Regions from separate parts of the Anas platyrhynchos genome. Here region 1 is linked to region 2. Evidence: chromatin contacts called from public Hi-C data. All regions are on one chromosome and are shown on one strand. The core of a region is the stretch at or near the end of the contact, and the rest is flanking DNA. Distances in the headings are between cores, read along the strand shown.

Evidence for each region. Hi-C and Micro-C count contacts between places; a contact is called where the count stands out from the background.
Region 1: a Hi-C map of subcutaneous adipose tissue shows a contact between it and region 2, with 1.7 times the contacts expected there. The contact joins the promoter of SUPT4H1 here to the promoter of ABHD11 in region 2. A contact is called at or near these places in 2 of 8 Hi-C or Micro-C datasets (liver and subcutaneous adipose tissue).

The regions. Positions count from the first base shown.
Region 1 is chr20:11,117,696-11,121,823 of IASCAAS_PekinDuck_T2T, reverse strand. SUPT4H1 (SPT4 homolog, DSIF elongation factor subunit) reads right to left here and starts at 1,801. Exons shown (of 5, transcript XM_027445937.3): 1 at 1,638-1,801; 2 at 1,232-1,338; 3 at 1,086-1,141; 4 at 822-875. The coding sequence starts at 1,706. RNF43 (ring finger protein 43) reads right to left here. Exons shown (of 9, transcript XM_005015864.6): 9 at 2,257-4,128.
Region 2 is chr20:10,953,416-10,956,956 of IASCAAS_PekinDuck_T2T, reverse strand. ABHD11 (abhydrolase domain containing 11) reads right to left here and starts at 1,525. Exons shown (of 7, transcript XM_072026148.1): 1 at 1,452-1,525; 2 at 650-785; 3 at 365-538; 4 at 1-111. The coding sequence starts at 1,510. It overlaps LOC101790278 (claudin-3), which reads right to left. Exons shown (of 1, transcript XM_005015884.5): 1 at 2,845-3,541. The coding sequence ends at 3,301.

The DNA of each region.
Region 1 (4,128 bases), core at 552-3,051, 160 kb before region 2:
CACATGCCATCACTTGCTATGTTCCACTTGTTTCAGATGTGTCCAAAGCTGTGCCAGGAGGCCTCAAACCCCATGATGTTCCATCTCTCCCAACACAGACAGCGGAACTCAGGTCAGGGCTTAGGATTCCAGACAAAAGCGTGGCTTTTATACCAGAGATGTGAGATTGTAGTACTCCTAGGAAGGGGCTCAGGTTAGATGTCTGATCAAGGACTGTGGACAGGACAGGGCCTCTTGTCCAAATGGAAAGTATAATCTCTGCTTTATGAAGGTAAGGCCAACTCGCTGCATACTCCGTTTATAAATGAATAAAACCCATCATAGCTTAACAGTGCAGTATTTCAATGGAAGGGGTATCCGTCTCAAGATCATTTTCCAAACAGCACCCTTTTCTGCACAACTCATTTTCATGGACAAACCTTTGTGTTCCCCTGTAGCTGAACAGCTTGAAATGTGCCCACTTTCTGTAGTCACCCTTTAATCACAGTTTATCACTTTGATGCTGTCCAGTATCACAGGTTTTATTCAACAGCATTTTAATATCAACTTCTGGCAGACAGACTGCTGAATGACTCCAGGTAGAAAACCTGTCTACAGAACACCTGAACCCAGCCTCCCATTTAAAGTCTTTTTGCAGTCACCTGGCTAATCCTTTCTTCCACATGGTGTGTGCTGTGTTTGTAACACACCATATTTACTGAATCCCTAAATGCTGATTTTATCACATATGGCATAATACACTCAAGAGTGTAACTGGCTAATATACAATGCTTAGTACACAGAATAAGCCATCAGTGCCTTACACAAGCCGGCAGCATTACCTTGGGGAAGGCGGCCAGTCACAGACACTGCATATACACCCGGCTTGAAGTTACCTGGGGGAAAGAAAACACTGAGATGCTCTGCATGGCAACAGCCAGATGAGCAAAAGCCCCCACCAGCCTCAGCCTGCACAGATGCCCCCTCGTCTGGAATAGCAGCCAGAAACCCCTGCAGCAGCCCAAAGAACAGCTCCCACTGCCCCAGAGAGGGGTCTGCTGCAGAACAGTTTGCTCCTGTCCAACCCAGGAGGGAGAGACACTCACTGATGCGCTGCCACTTGGAGACCCAGCTGTCCTCCGGGCTCATCATCGCAATGATCCTGTGGGAGACAGGGGTGTGAGGGAATCTCCCAGCCAAAGTGCCATGGCACCGGGGCTGCCGAGCAGCCCCTGGTCACTGCCCCACTCACCCATCGAAAGAGGAGCTGGTGCAGTCGTAGACCATCTCGCGGTTGCCCTTCATCTGCAGGTAGGCATCGCAGTTGTCGCAGCCGTCGTACTCGAACTGGTCGATGGTCTGAGGGGGACTGAAGCGTCAGCTCAGGGACAGACCGGGGAAAGGAGGGGCTGCAGCCGGCCGGGGAGGGAGGGGAGAGCCGGGCAGCGCCGGCGGGAGCGAGGGGAGCCAGTGCCGGGGCCGAGACGGAGCCCCGGGCCCGGCGGAGCGCGAAGGAGGCCCGGGCAGGCGGAAGGAGGGCCGAGCGGGCGGGCCGGGCCTCGGCCGGCGGAGAGGGGCCCGGGCCGGGACAGGGAGGCCGAGGCGGGGCGGGGGGAGGCGCGGTCGGGGCCGGGGCGGGGGGCTCGGGCCGGGCGCACCTTGACGAGGGAGCAGAGGAGGCAGGCCCGGAGGTGCCGCAGGTCCTTGGGGACGGTCTCCAGCGCCATCCCGCCGCCGCCGCCGCCGCGCAAGCGCAGGACGGGGCCGGGCCGGGCCTGCCCGTGGCGGCTGCGCCCAGCCGCGGCCCCGCAGGAGGGCGGCAGAGCGCCGCCAGGGACGGGGAGAGGCGGCGGACAGCGCCGCACGCCGGGACCGAGAGGAGCGGGGAGGGCGGGCAGAGGCGAGACCGGGAGCCGCTGAGGGGCCGCGGCCTCGGGCCCGGCGGGAGCCGCCCGCAGCCCAGCGGCGGGGCCGGGCTGTCGGGGAGCCGAGGCCGGGCCGAAGGTCGCGGGAGCTTCGAGGTGAGGCCGGGGCCGGACGGAGCCGGAGGCCCACTGCGCCTGCTGCAGCCCCGGGGGACGAGGCCTCGCCCCGTGTCCTGACCTCGGCGGTGTTTGCAGCTCCCCGCGCTCGCTGGGCAGCGAGGCTTCACCTGGCCGGCTGCGGCGGCAGCCACGGGTTGTCTGAAACAACTCACTTGCGTGGCGTGGCGAAGAGGCGCTTGTTTCCAACACAAACCCGGCTTGGTGCAGAACAAAAACACACGAGCAGACATGATACGTGGATAAATATATTAGTAAATAAATATATTTCTGAGCACATCAGCATATTCACACATCTTTGTTTCTATCAGACATAAATACACAGTTCTGCATATATATAAAACCTATTCCGTTTTGGGTCATAATTTATTCTCAAGCCCTAAGAGCTAGGACAGACTCGGAAAAACAAAACTTATATTCACATTTCAAAAGGATCTGAACTTTAGAGAAGGAAGGAACAGAGGCTCTGTGCAGAAATGGAGGAGGTCCAGCCAGCCTAGGCACTCTGCCCACAGCAACCTAACTCGGTGGGGTTGAAGGTCCTGGGAAGAAAGGCATCCCCGAGGAAGGACCAATGGCTTGGTTGTGGATAGAGTGAGTTCAGGATGCTCTGGCTTCCATCAGTTTTCAGCTGGGTCTTTGGACTCAATGAAGGAAAATGAACTGTTTCATTGCAGTGATACTGAAGACATTTAGTGATGGAGCCTAAGGGTACTGACCACTCAAAAGTATCACTTAAGACGTGAGATGTGCAGGAACTGAGAGGAACCATTTCCCATTTTCTTAGATGATACTTCTTCTCTTGTAGGCAGCCAAGGATTGTAGTCCATTTACAGAAGAGGATTCAAAAAACACCTTCCTGTAGAATTCCTCCCTCTCTTCCCACCTGAGAACCCACCTAGATAGACCTGCACACTCTCACAGGAAGCCCCATGGAGAGGGCCTACCATCTGAGATGTCTGTTTTCTGGATGAAAAGTAGCAGCAGAATAAAAATCAGAAAATGAAAACACTTTCAAGTGGGCGTTGCCCTGCACAGCCCAGTAATACTGCAGTAGGGAGTGGAAAGGGTTTGCTAGTACTGACCACTTTCTCCAGTAATCTTGGGACTTGCTGCAGACTCAAGAGTTCTCCTTTTTTGAGGATAAAGAAGAAAAGAGAAAAAGTACTTTTAGACTGCCAACTAGACACTCATTCCTTTGAGGCAGTGAAATGCATCCCTGGAGGCTCTCAGCCTTCCTGACTCCTAAAGAAACCAGTGTGAGCACCCTGACTTCAAGACACCCCCCTCTTTAAAGTCACCTTGAGCCCTCTAGATGGCCAAGGATGTAGGGAGCTGGTTGAGAGGAGCCATGTGCCACATACACATAAAGTTGAACTGGGTGAATCTAGACCCTCTCCTGGCTTTATCATTATTATTATTATTTTCCCTCTAGTTTAAGACAGACTTTCCTGCAAGGGAGAAAACAAGAAGAGACTGAAAGGGTTAGAGTATAATTCTGCTGTTTGTTTTTTGTTTTGTTTTGTTTTTTTTTTTAATGTGAGAAATTCAGCTTTTCTCTAGACTCAGAGGTCCTGCAGTGGGTTGGTCACAGGAGACAAGAAAATGAACACCAGCAAAGGAATAAAGTTATGTTTAAAACAGTGTTATTGGTTGACTTTTAATAACATCATGTTAGTGACTGCCAGCTGGGACAAAGATGCCTTTTTCAAAGATTAAGGGCAGCAAGCCCCATAGAAACCTTAATTAGAAATGAAGGAAGGCAGAGGCATGATTAGTCTGAACTGGGACTGCCTAACCATTGCACTCCTGGCCTGGGGAAGAGGCTGCTGCTTCACAGGAAGATACAGAAAACTTATCACAGAGCAGATGGGGGGAATGTTTGTCCCTATAGCAGGTTTCAGAAGTTACCTTCAGCTCCCTTGCCAATGTTTTGTTAACTCTGAAAACTTGAGATAGTCTTGGTGCCCTACAAACGTGCACTCCACATGGGAATCTGGCTAATTCTTTGGCCTGAATGATCCTTTAAGGCAATGAACTCCACTGTCTCATTCCCTGCTGCAGGAAAACTGTTTATCTTTTGAATTTGCCAGACTTTATTTTACTT
Region 2 (3,541 bases), core at 276-2,775:
AGCCGGGATGTTCACTGACTTCATGGCAGAGATGTAGGCAGAGAACTCGGAGACGAGCGTGGTTGAGACAGGGCTGATGTCTACGGAGATGAGGCGCTCCACCAGGTCTGGCTGGGGACACAAGCGGGGCACATTGGACGCGAGCCGAGCCCTCCCAGCCACACTCTGCGTGGCAGGGCCAGGCGCAGGGCTCCCGGCAAGGCTCCTCGAAGGCTTGCAGCCTCCTCCTGCCCCAGCGCAGAGCTCCGCGTGCCCATCCCCGAGCTCCTTCAGGTGTCACCCCCCACCTCGCGGTCGCCACCCCCTTCCCACAGCGTCCCGCCACCCGGCCCGCTCCCGCCACCGGCCTCAGGCGCCCGCCGACCCGCTGCAAGGCCAGCGCCATGGCCGTCTTGCCGCCCATGCTGTGTCCCAGCACGATGCACTTGGCGATGCCCAGGCGGGCCAGGAGCTGCTGCACGTCCAGGCTCATGGCTTCGTACGTCATCACCGGGCTGTGGGGGCTGCTGCCATGGTTGCGGGCATCCAGCGTCAGCACCTGCCGGGCAGCGCCCCGTCACCCCTGGCACCAGTGCAGGCGGCCACAGCCCCGAGCCCCGGGGCACCGCCGCGGCCTCCCCGTCCCCCCCGTCCCGGGTCCCGGCCTCACCTGGCTGCCGCTGCGTCGTGCCAGTGCGTTGGCCGCTGTCTGCAGGTTGCCGCGGCTGCCGAACAGCCCGTGCAGCAGCACCAGGGGCGGCCGCGGCCCCGCGGGACCCAGCGCCGCGTGGGACAGGGGCACGGCCCTGCGGGGGGGGGGCGTCAGGGCGGGGCAGAGGGGGCGGGGCCTGGAGGGGCGGGGCCGAGAAGGGGCGGGGCCAGGCCCGGGCAGGGGGCGGGGTCACACGGCGAGGGGGCGGGGACAAGCGGGGGGTGCAGCCCCGCCCCTCCTGGCACGGCCCCGCCCCCTCCCTCCCTCCCTCCCTGGCCCCGCGCGCGGCCGGGCCCTTACGTCACGGCGGAGCGGGCGGCGGGCGGCGGCGGGTGGGGGCGGCGGGGCAGCCGGCGCAGCATGGCGGCGGCGGCGGCGGCGGCGGGCGGCGCGCAGGACGTGACGCGCAACCGGCGGCCCCGCCTCCCGCCGCTGCCCGCGCGCGCCCCCTGGCGGCCGGAGGGGGCGGCGGCGCCGTGACTCAGCGCCCGGAGCGGGCCTCGGAGAACGGGGCCGCGTGTGCCAGCGGTGTCACCGGGTGTGTGTCACCGGGTGTCACCGTGTGTGTCACCGTGCACCATGGTGTGCCACCGTGTCCCCCCGTTGTCACCACGTCACACCGCGTGTCCCTGCACACTGCCCGTCCGACGCCCGGCCCCGTGCAGGCAGCTGTCCCCATCCCCGTCCCTGTCCCTGTCCCCGTGGGGCTCCAGCCCCGCCTGGGACCTGTGACCGAGGATGTGCGGTGCTCCCCCCAGACCTCTGCCATCCTGGGGACTCCCCCAGGCCTGCGTGGTGCTGCCGTGCCCTGCTCCCCATGGCGCCCCGAGGGGCCGCGTGCTGTGCTGTGCCGTGCTGTGCTGTGGCAGGACGCAGCACGTGGGTGCACGTCGGTGCCCCGCAGCCACACTCGAGTGATCGGCGGCAGCGCCTCCCCGCACCAGGCATCCCGGCCCCGCAGCGCTGCCTTTGTCGCAGAGCCAGCGAGGGGAGAGCTGACACCGGGGGTGGAACCGGGGGGGGGGCCGCGTCCCTCAAAGGCCTCCTTGTGCTCGCTGCCGGCCTCCGCCTGCAGGCAGCAAGGTCACCGCCTGCCCGCAGGCCCCGCGTGCCAGCGCCCCGCTGTCCCCGGGAGCCCCAGGCCGGCCCCAGCCGGGCTGCTCCGCTCCGCAGCGCGGCCGATCCTTATCGGGGGCCAGGTGGGGCCGGGGAACCGGAGCCGTGCAGGTCGCCGCGGGCTCGGCCTGCCCACGGGGGTGTCGGACCGGGAGTGGCGAAACCGCCTGCTCTGCCCTGCCTCTGGGCAGCGCTTTTCCAAGCGGCGGCTGCAGGACGTCCCCGGTGGGCCGGGGAAGGGCCGAGAGGAGGCAGCAGCCGGCGGCCCCGCGCGGGACGGGGCGATGCACCTGCGGCTTTGTCCCTGCTCGCTGGAGCGTGGCGGGAAGGCGGGGGCCCTGTGGGGCCGAGCCGAGCCGAGCCGTGCCATGCCGCCGGCTGGGAACAGGCGGTACGGGCGGTTGTGCAATGCGGCCTCACCCCAGCCTTTGCTGGGGGGGAAAGAGCCCGTCTTCCCCTCCGGAGAGCCAGACTTTGTACTGAGCGGGCAGGGAGTGTCAGCAGCAGGATGTGAACGGCTGCTTGGGTGTCTGCAGACCCACCCGCTGCCAGCAGTACCCTCAAAAGTGTGTGTGTGGGGGAGAGCAGCCCTCCCCGGGACCACCAGACCCCAGAAGGGCAGTCCCATGGGTTGGGAGGGAGCCAGAGGGGGAGAGAAAGCAAGGAGGGGCTGGGGCACAGGATGGGACTTGGGAGTTGCATGTCCCCAGATCTGGTGCTGTGTGGACGCTGCTGCTCCTGCGGGGCCAGGGGGGGCGTCCCCGGTGACCCCGGTGGGCTCCATTCCCGGTGGGGTGGCTCCTGGCATGGGGACAGCTCTGTGCTCACGCCCCTGTTTGAGAGGACAAAGAGATGGTCCTGGCTGCGGTGGGTTCCTATCCATCCCGGCTCCGGGGCTGGCATTTTCTTCCTTAATTGTGCTAATTAGCTCCACACTTTCAGCCCGTGGGGCTGAAGCTGTTGTCCCGCAGATGGCTCCCACCCCACATGTCCCCCCCTCCATCCAGCTGAGGAGAGCTTCCCCAAGGACACGCAGCTACCAAAACAGGACACGTTTATTGACAAATGTAACTCGTACAGACCACGCGTAACAGGGAGAGAAGGCGCCTGGCCGGCGGGGGGGCCAGGGGGCCGGGGGCTGGCGGGGCAGGGCACAGGGGCACTGCCGCTTCCTCCTGGCGCTCATGCGAAGAGCTCTCCTGGCAACCCGAAACTGGCTCTGTTTACACGAAACCGTCTGTATTTACACAGCCGCCCGCCCGGCTCCCGCTCCCGCGGCCCAGCCCTGACCCCAGGACCTCTCCCGTTGCCCCCCCCCCATCGCCCCCCACCTCTGCCCACTCTCGCCGGGGTCGGGGTGCCCTCGGGGACGGGGTCTCTCCCCGGCCCGCGGGGCGGAGGGTCCCTGGTGGCACCGATCCCGCCGGACGGGGCTGGAGGTGGGGGTGCGGGTGGCCGAGCCCCTCGGGGGGCCGGGGCGGGGAAGTGGGGGCTCACACATAGTTCCTCTTGTCGTAGCTGGTGACGGCGGAGCGTGGGGCGGAGTAGGCCACCTTGCTGGGCGCGTACCTCTCATCTTTGGGGGGGCAGGAGCAGCAGAGCAGGGACCCCCCGAAGAGCAGGAGCGCGGCGGCTGCCCAGCCCACGTAGAGGGACGTGCCCAGCTCCCTCTTCTGCGATTCAAGCACCAGCGGGTTGTAGAAATCCCGGATGATGGTGTTGGCCGACCAGGAG